Linked DNA regions of Mus musculus: region 1 is linked to region 2. The links are chromatin contacts, called in public promoter capture Hi-C maps. All regions are on one chromosome and are shown on one strand. The core of a region is the stretch at or near the end of the contact, and the rest is flanking DNA. Distances in the headings are between cores, read along the strand shown. Region 1 holds the start of 5730409E04Rik (RIKEN cDNA 5730409E04Rik gene). Region 2 holds the start of Ago4 (argonaute RISC catalytic subunit 4).

What was found. Capture Hi-C pulls out chosen DNA fragments and counts their contacts.
Region 1: a promoter capture Hi-C map of pancreatic islet shows a contact between it and region 2. The contact joins the promoter of 5730409E04Rik here to the promoter of Ago4 in region 2. A contact is called at or near these places in 1 of 39 promoter capture datasets (stem cell-derived epiblast-like cells), 1 of 484 Hi-C or Micro-C datasets (embryonic stem cells), 2 of 115 datasets of contacts at active chromatin or transcription factors (both in embryonic stem cells) and 2 of 9 other capture datasets (adipose tissue and pancreatic islet).

The regions. Positions count from the first base shown.
Region 1 is chr4:126,608,566-126,613,682 of GRCm38.p6, reverse strand. 5730409E04Rik (RIKEN cDNA 5730409E04Rik gene) reads right to left here and starts at 3,829. Exons shown (of 2, transcript NM_001145950.1): 1 at 3,671-3,829; 2 at 1-2,007. The coding sequence starts at 2,002. The coding sequence ends at 1,310.
Region 2 is chr4:126,530,258-126,535,543 of GRCm38.p6, reverse strand. Ago4 (argonaute RISC catalytic subunit 4) reads left to right here and starts at 2,086. Exons shown (of 18, transcript NM_153177.3): 1 at 2,086-2,359. The coding sequence starts at 2,341.

The DNA of each region.
Region 1 (5,117 bases), core at 2,580-5,079, 76 kb before region 2:
ATTCTCCTGTTCTTCACAGAGTTCTACCAGAGTCATTCTCTCCCACCGCCACCTCCCACAGAGGAGCCAGACAGGGTTCAAAACAACACACCCACCCTCCCTCCCTCCCTCCCTCCCTCCCTCCCTCCCTTCCTTCCTTCCTTCCTTCCTTCCTCCCTCCCTCCCTTTCTCTCTCTCTCTCTCTCTCTCTCTCTCTCTCTCTCTCTCTCTCTCTCTCTCTCTCTCTCTTTCTCTCTCCTCTTTCTTTCTTTTGGGTTTCTATATGTAGCCTGGCTGTCCTTGAACTCACTCTGTAGCCCAGGCTGTTCTGGAACTCAGAGTTCCAGTTGCCTCAGCCTCTTGAGTGCTGGGATTAAAGATGTGCACCACCAGAACCCAGCTAAGAGGACAGTTTCTTATATCTTTCTTTATCTCCACTCCCACCCCTGCTGCAGCCTCCGCCACTGTGCCAGTTCCCTCCCTTGAGACCAATTCTCCACAAATTGTCCTGTGCACAGGAAGGCCAGTGCAGCCAATAAATCTCTGAACCGGGGCTAGGTGTGCAGCTCAGTGGTAGGACATTTGCCTAGCATGCACAGGGCTCTGGGCTCAATTCCTTGTACAGTAATAAGCAAAATAAACAAAAAGCAACCACCCCAAATTAAAAAAAAAAAAAAAACTCTTAGGAACAAGCCAACATTAGGGACAGTGGTCTTAGAGCAAGGTTGGAGGGGAAGGGATAGGAAAGGTAGCCTGGGAAACTGCAGGAGAACAGGTCAGCCACAGCCCTCAGAACAGGAGAACAGGCCACAGCCCTCAGATCTATGACAGTGGGAGAGGCTTCTATCTCTAGGAAGCTGGGAGGTGAGACTCAGTAGAATATAAGGCTGGGGTAGACTTTGGGAACACAGGAGATGGGTGGACGCCCTGCAGGTGCAATTGAACATACATTTACACACACCTGCCCTTAAGTCTCTGCAAACACACACATTCCTAGCACATGTTTCTTATGCCAGCACTGGAACGTGTAAGTCTCAACACACACCCAACACAAGCCTGTACATATAAACTGATACACATGCATATATATCTTTTGTCTCTACATTCAGGAATATATATACACATTCCTGGGTACCTAGCCACACATGCATACATAAACACACATGCCTTACATACCTGCTTACATGTTAGCATATAGATATTCACTTATGCTTACTTGCATACATGCCAGCTAATACTCACATCCTTCCTTGTGTATAACCACTCAAAAGCCTGCAAATGCACACACTTGTGCACACACACACTTGTGCACACACACTTGTGCACACCCTTAGCCCTGGTCCTGGTGCCTGCAAGGTGCTTCCCTCTGTTGCAGACAGCGGATAAGCTCCTTCCGGTTGTCCAGGATGGTGTCAAAGCTCTCTTGCAGTCGGGCCTGCTGGTCGACCAACTGGTGCTGCAGAGCCCGGATCCACTGGAGCAGCGCCAAGCGCCGATACATCACCAAATGCGCGTGGTGTTTCTCCTTCTCCTGTTCTTTGTAGCGCTCCTGAGCCTGCAGCTGCTGCACGGCCTGGGCCACGGAGGGCAGAAGGGGATCCAGAGGGCTCGGACCTCGAGGGGTATCGCAGACAGGTTCTGGACTGCTGCTGAAGCTGTCGATGCTCAAGGAACTGCTGGCATAGCCAATGTCCTCCAGAGGAGAGCAGACACTGCTGGCACCGCTCAACTTCTCTGGCTCAGCACCAGGGATCTCCGCACCCTCCGGGGGACTGCGGACTCCGGCCTCAGGGAGCCTGGTGGCTTGGAAGACCTGGTTATCAGAGGGTGACTCAGAGGAGCTCCTTATCAGAATAGGATCCACTTTGCCTGGCACACCATGCCAGTTCTTATTGGCATCCTTAGCACTCTCCACAAAGTTGGAGTTATTGTCTGGTTGGAGGTCTGGTTGGCATACTCCAGGAGGCAGGCTCCCTGGGTACTGGGCCCCCTCTGCTAGTCCTGGCTGGATGGCAGCGAACATCTGGACTGGGAAGGAGAAGGAGAATGAGACAGAGCAGGACAGGATAGAATGGCAACCTAGAGCCCAAGAACCTTGCAATGGTGTCCCTCCCTTCTCTCTGATTATTTGGTCTGTCTCCCTCCCAGGGTTTTCCCTCTAAGGCTCACCATCTCTTCACTCTACAAACTTCTCCCAAGGTCACTTCATCCTGTTATAGCTTCAAGAACCATCCTGTGTAGGTGACTCTCAGATCTGTGTCCAGCCCAGATTCAACCCCTACTCAACCCTATGACCTACCACCAGTTCTTCAGATCTACACATCCTGACAGCTCTCCTTCCAGGGTCCTTGGGCAGGACAGCTCTGCCATCTGAAGACAAGTCTATCTAGCCATGCCTAGGAGCACCCTGGATTACTGACCCTCCTCCCATGCCCACCTCACTGTCCACATTTTGACAAACTCTCCTTTGGCCCTGGTCATTTTGACCTGGGTGATTGCCACAGCCTTTCCACTGACCCTCGTTCAATTAAAAATATAAATTTAGGAGCTGGAGATATGGCTCAGCAGTTAAGAGCACTGGTTGCTCTTCCAGAGGACCCATGTTCCCAAGTCAGATGGTTTACAACTGTAGGCATCGCTGGCTTCACACCAGCCCCCACCCCCCAGCCTCTCTGTTCACCCACATGCATGCATGCATACATACACATGCACACACACAGATATGCTAATATTTTTTTTTAAAAAAGATGTCCTGTTAAATAACAAATAATACTTGTAAAAGGAACATATGTCTACATCTATACAGATGTATAGATATAGACAGGTATATTTCATAAGTCCACAGAAAACCACAAACATTTCCATGATGTCTCATAACAGTAGCAAAATTACAGTTATGAAATAGGAACAAAAGCTAAGTGGTGGCGGCGCACGCCTTTAATCTCAGCGCTTGGGAGGCAGAGGCAGGCGGATCTCATGAGATTGAGACCACCCTGGTCTACAGAGCGAGTTCCAGGATAGCAAGAGCTACACAGAGAAACCCTGTCTGGAAAACTCAGAAATCCACCTGCTTCTGCCTTCCGAGTGCTGGGATCAAAGGCGTGCGCCACCATGCCCGGCTACTGACCACATTTGTATGACTTGAAGAACTGAGGCCTCGTGAGTGAGACATACTATTAAGTCAATCAAGCAGCTACTAAGAAGGTTCCCCTATAGGGTGGCAGCGACCCTCCCCACACCCAGCAATGGGCAGAAGTCATGAAGAGAGACTGAGGTTGGGACAGATGTTTCACTCCTTTGGCTTGTGAGAAAAGGCCTGAAGACACCACCACCACCACCACCACCACCACCACCACCACCACCACCACCACCACCACCACCACCCCACCCCTCCAACTCTCTTTCCCTCTCCCTCTCTTAAAATTTGTCCTAAATCTGGCCACAAAGGAAGCTGGGGTGGGGCGGGGCTAAGGATCCAGGTTCAAAAAGTCAGTGAAATGAGTGCAGACATCCTAAGATCAGGATTTTCCCAAGTTAACCCACAGTATGGGGGCATGGGAGCGGCTGTAGCACGGGGATTGGCGGACTTGGCAGTGGTCCGAGCTCTGCGACCCTAATCTCTGCAGAGGCAGCTCCCTAACCCGCTTTCCGGCGGCTGGGCCCCAAGCCCTCCATCAGGGCCCGGACTCACGGCCTAGAGGCGCCCGCTCCTGCGGGGCTTGCTACGGTCCCTCGGGTCCTGCTCGCTGCAGGGTGGGGGATTCCTGGACCTGCGCGTGCACGCGTGGTGACGCGGCTGCTTGGTCCAGGCACAGCGGCCCTAGCCCCAGCCCGGGCTGCGGAGTCCAGCAGCGTCTGCGCGGCTGGGCGGAGCGGTCTGACCCACGTGGGCCGGTTCGGTTCTCCGCGCAGGAACTGCCTCCTCCCGCAGCTTGACCCGAGAGCCTTGTAGGTCCGGTGTCATCTCCTAACCACCCTGGCGAGGCGCCACGGATCCATTGGTTCTCCTTGCTGCAGACATGGCGACGAAATGCCTCCTTCCTGGGTTTCCCAGGGGCTCGGCAATTGGCGAGGCCGTGGTGCGGGTCTGGACCCGCTGTGGTCCTTTCTGTGCTCCAGCTCGGCACCTTTTCTGCCGAGAATTTTCAGTTCATCCCCACTTACTCTATTTTAGGATCTTTGAGCACCTTTCTGGCTTCTAGATCTGTTTTTTACTTATTATTTATTTATTATATGTAAGTACACTGTAGCTGTCTTCAGACACTCCAGAAGAGGACATCAGATCTCATTACGGGTGGTTGTGAGCCACCATGTGGTTGCTGGGATTTGAACTTTGGACCTTCGGAAGAGCAGTCGGGTGCTCTTACCCACTGAGCCATCTCACCAGCCCCTAGATCTGTTTTTTAAAAAGACCCCTTCACTGTACTGTACCTATTTGATTAAATGCTATGAGGATTTTATTGTTTGTTGTTTTGAAACAGAGACTCATTATGTAGCCCTGGCTACCCTGGAAAGCACTATGTAGACCAGGCTGGTTTCCAGTTGCACAGGGAGATCTGCCTGCTTCTGCCTCCCAAGTGCTGGGATTAAAGGCATGTCCCATCACCACCAGCCAGCTTTCTTTAAGATTTTATTTTTTATTTATGTATATGTGTTTCTCCCTCTCCTCCCCCCCCCCCATTTCTCTCTCTGTGTATATAACTAAGAAGGAGCCCCATTCCAGGTAAGTCACAGTTCAAACTATGGCTGCAGCAATCATATTTCCTGTCAAGTGGAAGAAGCCAAGTCTATGTACTAGGAGAAAAAATGATACTGACACACAGGAGCTCAAAGACAAATGGCTGACTAACATCCCAGCTTCTGCTTCCTGGGTTTCTAGTTTTGATGCCTTCCCATGAAGTTCATATCTTGCCATACCCAACCTGAGTGGAATTTATCTCACTGATAATCAAAAGATTCTTGAATTAATACACTAACACAATGAGGTACCCCTGGATTCTGATCATTCACTGCTACTGTGTAGCTGTTTGCTGTAAACTGAAGAGGGGGGCAGACGTGAGATTCGGAAGATTCTAGAAGGCCCTCTTCAAGGTAGTGGGTGATGTAAGGGGTTGCTGGGACAACAGAGACTCTTCAGT
Region 2 (5,286 bases), core at 837-3,336:
TCACAGGACCAGGAGCACTCTTCCGACTTCCATGTGTACTACATTCACACGCACAAACCCACAGTCAAACCCATACACATCCCCATAATTGAAAAAAAAAAACAAAAACAAAACTTTAAAAAAAAACCAACAAACTGTGAGCTTCATCCTGGGCATGGTGATGCATACATGTCTGTAACTCGGCCCTTGAGAATCCATGGCAGAAGGATCAGCAGTCATCCTTAGTCACACAGCAAGTTCTAGACCAGCCTGGGGCATGTGAGACCCTGTCTCAAAACAGCAATAACAAAATCCAAACCAAAACAAATCCCTTGAGCTTCTTTCTAGACAGTGGTTTTTCTTTTCCTTTTAGTTATACACCAGTTTTTCTTTTCTTTTCTTTTCTTTTCTTTTCTTTTCTTTTCTTTTCTTTCTTTCTTTCTTCCTTCCTTTCTTTCTCTCTCTCTCTCTCTTTCTTTCTTTCTTTCTTTCTCTGTGTGTGTGTGTATGTATGTGTGTGGATTTGTATGTGTGTGTGCATACATGTGTATGTGTATGTGCAGGTATGTGATGTGTGTGTGGTGTATGCATGTGCATGTGTAAGTGTGTGGTGTGTATTTATGTGTGTATGTGGTATGTATATATCTGTGTGTGTATCTGTGTGTGTATGTATGTGTATGTACTGTATGTGTGTGTATGTACAGTGAGCTCCAGTGATCTGCCTGTCTTTGTCTCCTCTGTCTCACTCTGCAGTCCTGGCTGTCCTAGAAGTCACTACATAAGTAAACCGAATTGGCTCTGAACTGCCTCAGTCTCCCTAGTGCTGAGATTAAAGGCTACACTGGGCTGGAGTCTCTTAAAACATGGATTGCCTTAAATTCTTTGGTAGCAAAGGCTGGCCTTGAACTCTCCAACTTCCTACTCAGGCTGTCAATGTTATAAAGTACCTTTACCCACTGAGCCATCTTCCTTATAAGAAAAAGAAGTTGGGGGCTGTAGAGATGGCTTTAGTGGTTAAGGGTACCTCATACTCTTGCAGAGGCCCCAGGTTTGATTCTCAGCCCCTACACAGCTTACATTATCTGTAATCCTGTTTCGAGGGGATTCGATTTGGTCTTCTGGTCTCCGGAGGCACCAGGCACAAACACATGCATGCAGGCAAAAAATACTCATACACATAAATTAATTAAAACCAACCAAACAAAAAGGAGCGGTTTGAATAGAAGTTACCATGGGAAGACCGTGTGATAGCACAAGAAGATAGATTTCTACAACCGAAGGAGAAAAATCACACCCCCTGCCCCAACTCGCCTTGATTTTATTAGACTGTCGGTGTGCAAAACTGAGAGAAAACGCATTTCTATTGCACTAAGCTGAGGTACCCAATGGTGGGCCCCAGCAAACTAGAATGAGAGTGTTGTGCCTTTTTAACTAATAGACTGCCGTTGCCCGTTTAGTTGACCAGACAGCCTATGGTCCTGTCTTAACTGGAAGTCCTGAATGGAAACTTTAAGGACACTTGACTCGCTGAGCTACCTGCTGCCTTGGTGACATGTTGACCAGTCTTGGGACCCAGAACAGAACCTGCTTTCCCTGCACAGGGAAGGAAGGTGACTGGATATGTGGTGTCCGGGGTGAGGGTGGGGGTGGAGTAGGAGGAATGACTGAAGGTGACTGAAGGACCGATTGTGCCTGAAGTGTCCAGGGGTCATCTCTGGTGGTGGTGGAGCGATGGAGGACAGGTTCCTAAGGTGAGTCTCAGGACGAAGTGGAGGGCTGCTGCCTGTGGGTCATCAAGGACTGGAATCCAGCTCTTTCGATGGCGACTTGGAGGAAGGTTGCCAGAATGGGGACCGGCGGAGCGGCGTGCGGGACCGCAGGCGAGCGGGCCCGCTGGTGGAAGGGCGGGCGGGCGCGCGCCTGACGCGTCCTCTGGGCTCGGCCCCCCGGGCGCGCGCCCGTCCCTGCCGCACCCCGCCCCCTGCCTCGGTCAGGCTCGCTGGACCCCGCGCGTGCGGGGCCGCGCACGCCCCCTTCGCTAGCCGGGACCCGGGACCGCAGGCGCCTGGCGCCCCCGCCCCGCCCGGCGGGCGCGCGCCGCCTCCCGCTCCCGTTCCAGCTGGCGGCGGCGGCGGCAGCGGCCGGGATTGTTTTTGTTGTCGCTGAGGCCGGAAGAGCCGTGACAGAGTCGGGTCCCTGTCCCCGGACTGGGCGCCGCCGCCGCCCCCTGCCCGCCCCCGGCCCGCGTCTTCGCGGCGCCGCTTCAGCGCCAATATTCCAGAGAGCAAGCGTTACGCGGCTCCGGCGGGGCCCGGAGCGGGAGGCGCTGGGGACCGGAGCGAGGCGGCCCCCGTCGCCGCCATGGAGGCGCTGGGACCCGGTGAGGAGCGCGCTCGGACCAGGGTCAGACCTGGGGCTCGGGAGGGCAGACAGACCGGCGGAAGGGACTGTCGCTGCCCGACCGCCGCTCGCGGACCCGGCTGCCGGCTGCCAGGCCCCGGGAAGGAAGGGGTCCCATGCCCTCGTCCCTGGGGGGCGGGGACCACGCCCCAGCTGAAGACTCTAGGTCTATTCGGGACCCGTCTAAGGGAGGGAGGCTCAAGAGGTGACCCGAGTTCCCCGGGGTAGGGCAGACCTGTTCGGACCTTAGATCTCTGTCCACGGTCGCCGCGAGGCTAGTTGGGGCCTCAAATGGGACCGTGTGTCTGGGGCACGCCGAGGCCCGGCCCAAACCTGGAAGGCCTTCTACCTTCTGTCAAGGGTTTTCTTGGTGTGGGGCAGAATCCCTGTTTTCTTTTGCACTGGCATCTGGTTCCTCAGATGAGGAGGAGAGACCCACTCACTCATGTCCCTGAAAGCCAAAGGGAGAAATGTCCGTTCTTTTTCCAAAACTCTGAAGTTTGGTATCTGTCAGTTTGTCAGTCCCAGAGTGCTCTGGAATGACAATCCAATACTCTCCAGCAAGGGCATCAATGCCCTGCCTTCCCTTTTAATTGGGTTATCAGAGGCTGTTAAAATCAAACGAAAAAGTGTTTTTGAAACTGTGATTCTTTGCTGGTTATGGGTGGCCCCTGGTTCTCTCGCTCTCTGCTCCAACCCAAGGAAGCTTTCCAAACTCTCACGAATACTCTTCGTTTGGAGCCTTGTGCTCCTGTCTCAAGCCCTACAACAGGTTGCTAATGGCTTGGCTAAGTAGGGCAAGGTTTAGGGGCAGTGATGGAATTAGTTTTCATATTCAAACCTTGTCTACATAGTAGACTTAGTTGTATGTTTTTAAAATTCATAGAAAATTAGGTTTATTGTTTGCATTTGGAAATTTTGCAGGTTTGTTAACTTGGAACATATTTACATAACTGAGCGATTAAATCCTATCTTTATTTGCTGCTTAAGGTTTTCTTAAAAAGCCCACATAGTCAAATGTCATAAGCCTTCAAAAAATAAATCGGCTTAGCTGGGCATGGTGGCATATGCTCATAATGCAAACAGTTCTGGGGTGGAGGCAGGGAGCTCCAGAGTTCAAGGCCAGTCTCAGTTACAAAGTGAGTTTGAGGTAGGCCTGGGCTACTTGAGACCCTGATTATAAAATAAACAAACAGGTTTGAGCCTGCTGTAGTGGTGCATACTTATAATCTCAGCATTTGGAAGGCTGAGGAGGAGTAAGAGTTTGAAGATAGTTTGGACTACATAGACTGTTTCTAAAGGGAAAAAACCACATTGGTTTGTTACAGATTGTCAAATATATTGTTATATATATTTGATAAACCTCAGCATATTATGCTGTTATTTCAGACATGTTCCTATAGATAAAGGGATGCTTATGGCTTTGGGACTGTACCAAACTTCTATTCAAAACTAATATAGTAATTTCATACTTGGATTACCCCCCAACCCCCACCTCCACTTCCCCACAACTTACTTATGTTGAACTTCGGTTTCCTCTTCTCTAAGACAAGGCTAATGTGCTATAAGACTGACAGTGTGAGAATGAAAGCTGACGTTTGTGCAAAGTCCTGTCAAGTTCAGTACAGATGTTCGACAAATGTTTCTTTTTTTCTGTCCCATGAGTAACTTAAAATGGAAGCAATTGTTGCATTTATTAGCTGATATGGAAAGAGATGATGTATAACTGTGCATACAGCTGAGTTTCATGGAAAGACTCACTATGGAGATGTAAGGAGCTGTCCAGGAAACCAGCTGCCCACCCTCTTTGCTTTGCTTTTAGTTTTTGCAGGTTAGAGGACTTGGAAGTTAACTCAGAAATGCTGGATTTGTAGAAAATGACTATTCAATCACCCTATTTAAAAGGCATCAATGATTTAAACCAAAAATTTACATAGATCTTCTTCGTTGAATAATGTTTTCCTGTGTGCCTTATAGCAGACTCTTGGTATCCAACTACCTTAGAAACTCAGTTACTAATGAGTACTACCAGTTACTTGTTGAGCATGGACTGGGAACAGAGGGAGCCCATGGGTTTGGTGGGATGTTACTTCTAGGCTGTTTTTAGAACTTAAGAAGCACTTTTGCTTCCATTAGAGAGTGCCTAGCTCTAGTGTGTTGGGTCCTCTGCACTTCAGCAATCCCTGGGAGGCCTCTTAGTCCTGCTCACTCCTCTGTCATGGCCCAGGTTCATCATCTCATTCATTTTGGTTATAGTGATTAGAACCTTAATTTTTGCATGCTTTTCGTAGTTGTTGGCTTGTTTATTTATGTTTGTTTTTGCAGTGCTTGGGACCCACGAATAATAAGCAAATGTCCTACCACTGAGCGGCAGCCCTCCAGCCCTTTGCAGTACTTTATAACTTGTGAAATACTTTTATATGGGCTGGAGAAATGACTCAGTGGTTAAGAGTACTGGCTGTTCTTCCAGAGAACCTGGGTTGGATTCCCAGCGCCCACATAGTGCCTCACAACTGCCTGTAACTCCAGTCTCAGGGGATCCAACACCCTTTTCTGGCCTCTGTGGGCACTGCATATATGTGGTACATGGACACACATGCAAGAAAAAATATTCACACACATACAAAAATAAATAATTCTTTCTAAGAAAATAGTTTAATAATTATGAGCTCATTTGAGCTGTACTGGGTGGCTTATAACTTGATCTCAGCACTTGGAAGGCTGAAGATGAGGGATTACTGAGTGCAAAGCCTAGGTCACTGAGGAAGAACCTATCAAAACAAACAGCAGCAACAATAAACCTCACCAGCCAACCATTTAACAAGCCAGCTAACCAAACAAACGAGCAAATCCTATTAACCCATTTGATCCTTTGGGAAGTAGACAAAGTGTATGTCTATTTTCATT